Regions from separate parts of the Mus musculus genome. Here region 2 is linked to region 1. The links are chromatin contacts, called in public Hi-C maps. All regions are on one chromosome and are shown on one strand. Each heading gives the region's core, a stretch centred on a gene start, on an enhancer-like site or on the middle of the called end of the contact. The rest is flanking DNA. Distances are from core to core; before and after follow the strand shown.

Region 1 (4,842 bases), core at 2,166-4,665:
GAACATGTTGTAGAGTTGGGAGTCATGATGTTCCATTAGTGGTTGTCTGTCTCACAGGTGAAGCCTCTCATAATTGGTGGAATCACAGACAGATCATGGAGTGAGGAAATGCTTCTGTTTATTGCTTTAGCTGAACGTTGCTGAGATGTCCCTCTGTGGAAACTCAGCACTGGCCCTAGGACCTGCAGATGAATGGACAACCCCTTAAATTGTTTGCATTCTAGAGGGAGAGACAGATGTAGAAGCTGGCAATATCAGCAGAGCATGAGAAGGCTAAGGTCTGGAGGCCTTACAAACTCAGGAGGGGCCTTGGGAAGATTGGGAGATAGGGCAGCTGGTAGAAGATTGACAGACAGGTTTCCACCCCACACTGCATCCTTCCCATATGGCAGGGAGTGCTTTATCCTGCGTCATCTTGGCACTGTAGACAGAATAAGAAAAGAAAGGCTGCAAGTGGCTAAGGTCTTTAGAGTACTTTTCATGTTTGAGAGAGTATATAGCAATGTTTTTTTTTTTAAAATCTAGTTCTCCATGTGTGTGTGTGGGGGGGGTGGGGTGGGGGGTGGTGAACCAGTCTGACACAGAAGAGGGAATAATTGTGGCTAGGAAATCATGCCTTCGTGTATTGAAACTAAAAAAAGTCAATGATATAAAAATGCAGGATAATAGGGTCCACCTTAGAATGACCATGGCATTTTGGAACAAGCTTGTTTTGCAGTCAGACATAGAACAGCAACCAAGCCAGGCCTGCAGTCTCACAATGGCCCAAGGAAGGATGCCGAGACTTGGGCAGTCATCGTTTCTCAGGGCATAGACCTTGGCTTTGCTGCCTTTGAGACAGCTATCTTCCTTTGTCCTCTTTATCCAAAACACAGTCTTGATAAAAGTTTTGAAGAGCCAAGTGTGTAAGTTAGAATGTCTGTCTCATCATAGACTCTGGGAATTAATTGTCAGAGTTGGACAGACCAAGCCAGATGCTCTCTATTAAAACATTATAAGTAGGGACCAGGGGAATGCCTTAGTAAAGTGGTGGCTGCTTCAGCATGAAGAGTTGAGCTTAATTCACAGGCATGGTGGTGCTCACAGACATGGTGGTGCTCACAGGAGTGGTGGTGCTCACAGGCGTGGTGGTGCTCACAGGCATGGTGGTGCTCACAGACATGGTGGTGCTCACTTATAATCCCAGTGATGGAAAGGGAGAGACAGGTGGGTCCCTGGGGTTAGTGTGGTCATCATGTTCCAGGCTAGTGAGAGAGCCTGTCTCAAAAAGCAAAGTAGATGCCTTGGGATGACGCCTGAGGTTTGCTTCTGGCTTTCACATACATGTTCTCACACATGTGTATGCTCTCATATATACATACATACACACCAGCATTCACGTGTGCACCCACATGTGCAGAAACACACACACACCACACATAAAGATCAGGTTGGCATGTGGGCATGTCAGCAGAGCATTTTCTTTCTGCTAATTGAAGTAGGTGGGGGGGCTCAGCCCACTCTGGGCAGTGAACCTGGGCTGTAGCAAAGATAGCTGAATGTGGGCCAGGAAACAAGCCAGCAAGTGATGTTTTCCACAGTCTCTGCTTCACTTCCTGCCTCCAGGTCCCTGACTTGAGTTATTGCCCTGAATTTCCTCAGTGATAAACTGTTACATGGAACTGTAAGCTGAAGCACACCCTTTCCTCCCCTAGTTGCTTTTTTGTTAGAGTCTTTTTATCTTAGTAACAAAATCCAACAAAGGCAGTGCCATTGGGAGAAACTCTGTTAGGCTACATATTGCTTTTTTTTTTTTTTTTTTTGTACAAACTAATTTGCTTGCATTCTTTTTAGAATGAGAACTGCATCTTTTTCTAATGGGTCTAAAGAACCTTAAGCTAGCTATAAAAGCGAGTGCGCTGTCAGGGATGCTTCCTGCTGAACATATGATTTGATGTGATCTTTAATAAACGTCCCAGTTCACACACTGAGTCATGACAGCATTTTAAATATATGTATATGCCATGGTGACTTCTTATCTGCCTTCCTTCCCCAGCTCTTCTATGTCATTCCTGCTGGGTTCTTTCTCTCTTCCTGAACCACACCCTCTTCTGCTTACATGTTACATATACTTCTTCGCTCCATTTCTATTTCTTTCCTCCCTTTCTCTTTGTTTAGTTAACTAAATGTTTTATTAACTAATTTTGAGTTTCTTACAATGTATTTTGATCATATTTATCCCCAAGTTTTCCTCTACCTCCAACTGAGATCCACCCTCATTTCTTCTGGATTTCATGTACTACTATATAAAAATTTATCAACTCTGATTTGTGTTGTCTTTGTATTTCTGTGCCCCTGTGGGGCACAGGCCATGTGGTATCTCCCATGAGCCACTCCCTTAACAAACTACTTTCTTTTCTCCACACCATGAATTGTACACAGCTTCTCAGATGGGAAGGTGGGGTGGTGAGGCTTATGAAGCCCTTGACACTCCATACTAGAATGCTGACAAGCTTGATCTTGCACAGGTTGTGGCCAGGCAGCCTCAGGTGCTGTGAGTTCGTGAGTGTAGTGGTCCTTCCTGCTTTCTCTTCTCTCCTCTTTCCTTAAAGCCTCTGCTTTCCCTACCTCACCCCTATTTCTACTTTCATAACACACACACACACACATGCACATACATGCACACACATGCACACACATGCATACTTAAAACTAAGAGCCTGAATGTGAGGGAAAACATATAGTATTTGTCTTTGTGAATCTTATTTTGCTTAATACAATGATCTCCAGTTCCATCTGCATTGCTGCAAAGGTCATGATTTTGTTCCTTCTCATGACTGATAAAACCCCAATGTGTGCATGTCCACCATGCTTTTTTATCTACTCATCCACTGATGGACATTTCAGCTGCTTCCTTTTGCTAGTGATCATGAATTTTCAGTGTGGCAATAAACACAAATGTCTGTGTGCTATGTTGATTTAGTGACTTTCAGACAGTATATCCAGAAATATTGCAGTTGGGTCATATGGTAGTCTTGCTTTTAGTTTTCTAAGGAATCTGCACAGTAGTTTCATCCGACATCCTCTTTTATCTACATCCTGGCCAGCATTACCATTTGTTTTCAGGATAGCCATCTGGACTGGGGTGAGATGGATGCTCAAAGCAACTTCAGTGTGCATTTCTGTGGTGGTTAAGGGTGTCAAGCACTTTTTCAAGTACTTATTTTTCATTTGTGTTTCTTCTTTTGAAAACTGTCTCTTCAGCTCATTGGCTAATTTGTTGATTGGAACTTAATTTTTATGATTATTTATATATTCTAGGTATGAACTCTCCTGACATATTGTTTGAATCGAAAGCAAATTAGAAACTCACACAATCACTGTAAGTTGTCTAGTTTCATTTTATGTACTGAGCAAGACAACCATCTTTCACTTCCTCAGACACAGAAGATGTTTGAACGAGATAGAGCAGGTCCCATCCCGTTCCATTTAAGCACTGGTAATTTTTCATGCCAGGCATCTCCTTTCAAAAGCTGTTGAGCATAGCATGGGCTTGTGCACGAAACACCTATACACTCAGTCAGGAATTTTCTAAGTCAGATATTCAGTTGAATGCCAACTGGAAAAAAAGAGAAACAGCTCCTTGGCTCCTCTCAGGATGAAGTAAAATGAATGGTCCTCATAAAACCGTGAAATTTACACTGCACAGCTTTGGCTCTTGGAAATCTTCCATAGAAGACTCCAGAGGCCAGCAAATCTGCAGAACTCTCAGACCCTGTAGAGCTGAAGGGAATGCACACTTCAAACCAGGAAAGAAGGCACACGTGTATGATTTAATAAAAACTGAAAGCGCTGCTTTCAAGCAAGGTTACCGCTGCTTAACAACTCAGTTTAAAATAATACCCATTCCAACCAAGATTGGCATGTCAGAGGGAGAGAGGTATAGAGGAAGAGGTTTTCCCATGTTTGAGTAGCACCTATTTCCAGTTATACAGTGAGAATCTAGTATCTCTTTGTGACTCATTAGTACTCTTTCTTCATTATTTTTTAAAGACAGGATCTTGTGTAGCCCCATGCTGGTCTTGAACTCCTATCTTAGCCAAGGATGACCTTGAACTCCCGATTCGCCTTCCTGCACCTCTATGGTACTAAGCTCTCAGCTTTGTGCTTCCAGACCAGGTTTATGAGCTATTGGGCACTGGCCTTCATGCATGCTGGGAAAGTACTCTGACAACTGAGCCATGTCCTTGACGTACTCTAACCCCAACTTTTACAGAGTAAGTATAAGTTTTATAGGCAATGCTCTTGACCATCTAACCAAAGGAGATTGTAATTGACAAGACTCTGACCCAAGAATATCTGCATCTGTTTAGCTGGCATTCCTGTCTTCTTCATTATATAACCTGGGGTCATGCATGCTTCAGCTGAAACCCTCTTTGTTCCACCACCACACTTGCTGAATATGCTGGAAACTTGAACATGTCTTATGCTCCAGGAGCCACAGGGGGCAGCTGAATGAATGTGCTGTATCCATCATGGGAAACTGGAGAGGATTTTTTCCAGCTAAGGACTCTGTTAACCTGATCTGAACTGTTGTTCATTTTCCACTCGCTGCTCTTCCTTTCCAAAGAAAATATAACTTGTTGACTTAACGCTTTTTCCAATATGCTCTCAATGCAGTTGGTTTTGTAATTCTGCACCAGGGGAAGTGAGAGGCTGGAAAGAGGAGGCAGTTAGAGGAAGGGAAGCCTCCACCAGAGCCACTAAGGCTGAGACAGGAGGTGTGGACAGTCTCATTCTGAAAATCCAGTATGTGTCTACCATGTTTAGTTAAATGGAGAATGACAGTTCAGTTGGAACCTA
Region 2 (4,498 bases), core at 1,273-3,772, 140 kb after region 1:
CTAATAATAAACTTATGATCCCATTTACTGAAATTACTTCTATCTAGGGACTATTGGCAAACTGCTCCATTGGGATAGGGGTAGTCAGGATTTCAATTTGTATATCAAGGAGAGAATACAATCTAGGCCCTAGCACTTCTTATATGGCACATGCTAAATTAAGCCCAAGGATGTATAGATAAGCTTATATGTCAGGCGCAAAATGCTCTCAGGGAGTGCATATTAACAGTGATGTGATAATTACAATGCTGTGCTCAGGTCAGATGGGAAGAATGAACCCATTCAGTTAGAGCAGGTCAGGGAAGGCTTTTCAGAGGAGCCTTAGACTCAGCGAGACTTTTGGATGCTGGGAGTGGTTAGAAGTATTCCAGGCAGAGGCAGAATCCCACTGTCAGTGGTCACAGAGCAGCAGCACAGTGGCTGAGCAGAGCCCCAGGTGCTTAGGGGTGTAGGAAGAGCATGGGACCATGGTCAAGGTGGTTTCAGGGAAGGGTACTTTCCTTTGGAGGACTGCACTAAGCAGCTTGAACTTCACCTTGTAGCAGGAATTGGGAACCTGTTACACATTAGACATTGGATCTATAATGCTCCTAAGAGGTTCATGCTTTCAGTGTGTGTTCTAAGCCAGTGGTGGTGCTTGGGGGGCTACGGTATTTTCAGGGTGTAGATTGCTAGCAGTGGGCTTTTGAAAATGATAACTGGCAGCTTATTCTACTCTTATTCTTGTCTGCTTCTGGACACTCATTTGTAAAGTCACCATTGGATACACCAGCCACCGGGAAGGACACAAGCTTGTGAAACTGTGAGCCCAAGTAAACCCTCCTTCCCCTGTTTCTATCAGGTGTTTTGTCAAAATGGCAGGAAAAATAGCTAAAACAATAGATATTGTAGCAGCAGCAGCAGCAGCACCTGCTGCAGCAACAGCAGTGGTGGATCAGTTTTGATTTAAAAGTTCACCCAGAAAGCAGCTGGGACCCTGACACAATGGTGGCTAGGACCAGTTAGAACACCATTACCATACTGTGGTCACAGAGCCCAGAGGCAAGTGTGGTGGGCACTACCGGAGATGGGGAGGGGATAGCTGCTCATCCTATTCAGAACTTAGGAGTTGATGTCAGTGTGGGTAGGGGTAGGAGTCTAGGCAGGATCCCTCTGCTTGGAGACTAGGGAGCCATCAGGGGGAGAGGAAACTCCATGCATGGGGGTGAATGGCAGAAGACTGCGAGTGAAGCACAGCAGAGAGCCCCTGGGACTGGGAAGGCTCTGAGGAAATTATTGTTGGCTTACCTCTATGAGAAAGCGGCAAAGGAATATTGCAAAGTTATCACTATTACGTGCTGTATTTTAGACTAATGTGAAGTAATGTGAATCCTGGGGTGAGTGTGTCTATTGCTCCTGGATTGGGAGGATGCCCAGGAGCTGGCTAAGAGGACTCTGTAAGACTGAAACATTTGGAATAGGTAATTTGCTCATTGAAATCCACTGACAGCATTTTTCCCCCTGTGCAAATATGACCTAAGCTCTTTGAGTCAGAAAAGTTTCCTAATAAATAAATCCTTAGTCATCTGTTGCCAAGAAAATGAAAAGGCTTTGGTATGGAATCCATCAACCTGCTGGCCTTGTTCTCACCCTGAGACAGGGCCTGCTTTTGAACTCGTGATTCATGTAAATGGCTGAACTCGTGATTCATGTAAATGGCACCCTTGGAATTTTGGGTAGGGCAGGGAAACAATTCAGGAGAGCTAGAGAATGAAATTAGATTTTTTTTTTTTAAAGATCAGATCAGTCCTTCCTTGATCTAAATTCTCCATCTGCCCTTTGGTGAGGGTGGAGAGGAAAGCCCAGGTCAGTGGGTTCTGAGCCTTCAGTTGACTGTGACTTTATGTAATTATAACAAACTCCTTTTTTGATTTTCTTCCAAAAAAAATATTTGGCAGGGTTTCAACAGACCGAAGAGAAAGGGGTGGGGGAGAACAAAAAGGAGAGAGAACACAGAGATACAATAAGAGATACACAGTAACATAGAGACATAGACACACAGTAAGAGAGCTACAGATACATAAAGACATAAGACACAGAGAGACAGAAAGGACAAACAGAAAGAGAAACAGAGAGAGCAAGAGAAGGACAAACAGAGAGACAGAGCATGAGAGGGACAGACAGAGAGAAACACATATACAAAGGAGAGACAGAAAGATGAGAAATAAACTCAAAAGCAGATGCATAATGAATTTTAAATTGTGGGCCCCGTGAACTTGCAGCTGACACCTTCCATTAGACAGGTGACAACTTTTCCTTCCACCTTCCTGGTCCTTTCCTGGGCACCCAAGCAAAGGAAAGTAAACCCGCACAACAGAGGCCCCTGCCACATGACCAAGGATCCAGAGCTCTCATCTGAGTCCACTAGGGCAAAGCAAGGCTGAAAGCTCGGGGGGCGTGGTCGGCCGTTCGGGGGCGTGGCCTAGGAGTTGGGCGTGACTTAGTGATGACTCAGCGGCCCCGCCCCGTCCCCGGCCCGCCCCGCCACTTAATTCTGACGCGCGAGGCCGCCGGGTGCGAGAGCCGCCCCGAGCCGGACGGGCTTCTTACTCCGGCGTTGCAACCGCCGTCGGAACCGCCCTCTCGCCACCTCGGTGGCTAAGGTGCCGGGTACCAACGCCAGCAGCGGAGCGCGCCAGGGAGCAGCGCGCCTTTGTGCGAGGTAGGCTGGCCCCACACTTACTTCTCACACAAAGACGAGGGGCTTGCAAGGCGGCCGCCCGCCGGGAGAAAGCGACGGGTGTCTGACCCCGGCCTGGGGGACCCTGTCGTTGGCCTGCAGGGCGGGCTGGGGTATGCGGTCCCTCGGGCGTAGGCGAGCAGCGGGGAGCCTGGTGGCCCTGCGCTGCTTGGGGAGGTCTAGGGTGCAGGGCCCGGGCGGCGGCCCGGATCGAGGGGCGCCGGGGCGGAGGGGCCCCCTGGAGAGGGGGGAATCCAGGCTGCTGCTTGGTTGGTTCATTGTTGCATCCTCGGCCCTGCAGACCCAGACCTTAAGACCCAGGCTGCAGTGGCTGCGCGCCCCGGGCCAGATGCCCGCCTTGCCTGTCCCGGCAGCAGGACAGGGTCAGCGTCCCGAAGCCGGCTCCTACCCGGCAGACAAAGGCGGGGTCGTGCTGCTTTGAAAGGTGGTAGTGACACTGTTTCCTGTCTGCAAGTAACTTTTCTATGTTGGACTCTGCTGTGCCTCTTGGAGTCCGGTCAAGCCAGGGGGTTTGGGTGATGTCAGCGCAGAAGTCCCCACATTTTTGGGGGACTCAGTGATTGCCTCCTGAAACATTTCTGGATGACTGGGAGGTAATCTGGTGTATAAGAGCCAAGTTTTGACATGTGTGCTGGAAGTGAAGCGTCCCCAGCTCTCTTTGAAATGTAGAGAGTTCCTGTTGAGAGGATGAAGTGCACACACCAGCCATCCCAATCCCTTCTCAGATTTTTGTCCAGGACTGCTAAGTGAGGTTACTTAGTCAGAATGGGGGGTGATACTGGAGGCGCCAACAGGGGAACAGAAGGAGCCCTGTTTGGCTTGACTTTCTGAATTTGAGCCTCCCTGCTAACAGGTACACTTTCTCTAGGCATGCTACCTCACTAGCATTTGGACATGTTAAAGTTGCTCTAAATCCTGTCAGAGATGCCTGTCTAGGGACGGTTCCTTAGTGTTTGGAGTTTCAGGCTTTACAACTTTGAATTAATAATCATATATATTTGTGATAAATTAAAAACCAGAAGATAGGTCACTCATGTGGCCACCACCCACACATACCCTGAGGATGAAGGTGTATTTGCTTTATAGGTGGCAGGGAAGTTTGTGTGTGTGTGTGTGTGTATGTGTGTGTGTGAGAGAGAGAGAGAGAGAGAGAGAGAGAGTCTAAATGAACACATTGTTAATTCCTAACCTTTATACTTGTCTAAAGCATGACATTTAATAATGATAACTTTGCAATGTTCCTTTTACTGCTTTCACAGAGGATTATACTAACAACTTGTTTTGGAATATATTTTCTCAGAGCTTTGCCAGTAACTATTTATTCAGAAGGGAGAGGCGGGAAGATGAAGGGAAAGTAATGTGCTTTGCACTTCACTGGAGATAACACAAAAGACTTTATCATGTATATATATATTTGTATGGGTATATCTAAATCTATATCTGTATACACACACATATATCCATATATGGATATAGATAGATATATATCAGGAGTAGCTTGGGACCGTTTAAAAGGTAAATAAATGTTTTTACTGTGAAAAGTTCTGAGAATCCTGAGAAATCCAGGATGGAAAGAGCTGCCTGTAGAAAGACTAGCCGTGTTTTCCATGTGCCTCATGCACATCTCAGAAAGTTTGTGTTGAGAAAGTAAAATATGTTTTCATTACAGTGAAGAGTTTCGAGTGTCTAAAAGGCCATTCAGCTACGTACTTGGCCGGTGGACATCTTTGTCATTACTTATATTTTCCCCTTGTAAAA

The links. Hi-C and Micro-C count contacts between places; a contact is called where the count stands out from the background.
Region 2: a contact with region 1 is called in a Hi-C map of uterus. The contact joins the promoter of Fam107b here to the enhancer-like site in region 1. A contact is called at or near these places in 4 of 39 promoter capture datasets (the C10 cell line and liver), 4 of 484 Hi-C or Micro-C datasets (liver, nephron progenitors and uterus), 16 of 115 datasets of contacts at active chromatin or transcription factors (the 230-238 cell line, CD8 T cells, the SCID.adh cell line and 10 more) and 3 of 9 other capture datasets (adipose tissue, liver and pancreatic islet).

What each region holds. Positions count from the first base shown.
Region 1 is chr2:3,574,981-3,579,822 of GRCm38.p6, forward strand. The region is part of intron 1 of LOC108168726; the gene reads left to right. Among named protein-coding and RNA genes, the nearest start is that of Cdnf, 64 kb to the left of the region's middle. Within about 2 kb of position 3,416, at least 25 of the 459 cell types and tissues checked have an H3K27ac peak or open chromatin away from gene starts, as enhancers often do. A contact at or near this core is called in hepatocytes, liver, regulatory T cells and 1 more, where this site is marked.
Region 2 is chr2:3,710,936-3,715,433 of GRCm38.p6, forward strand. It overlaps Fam107b (family with sequence similarity 107, member B), which reads left to right and starts at 2,523. Exons shown (of 4, transcript NM_025626.4): 1 at 2,523-2,701.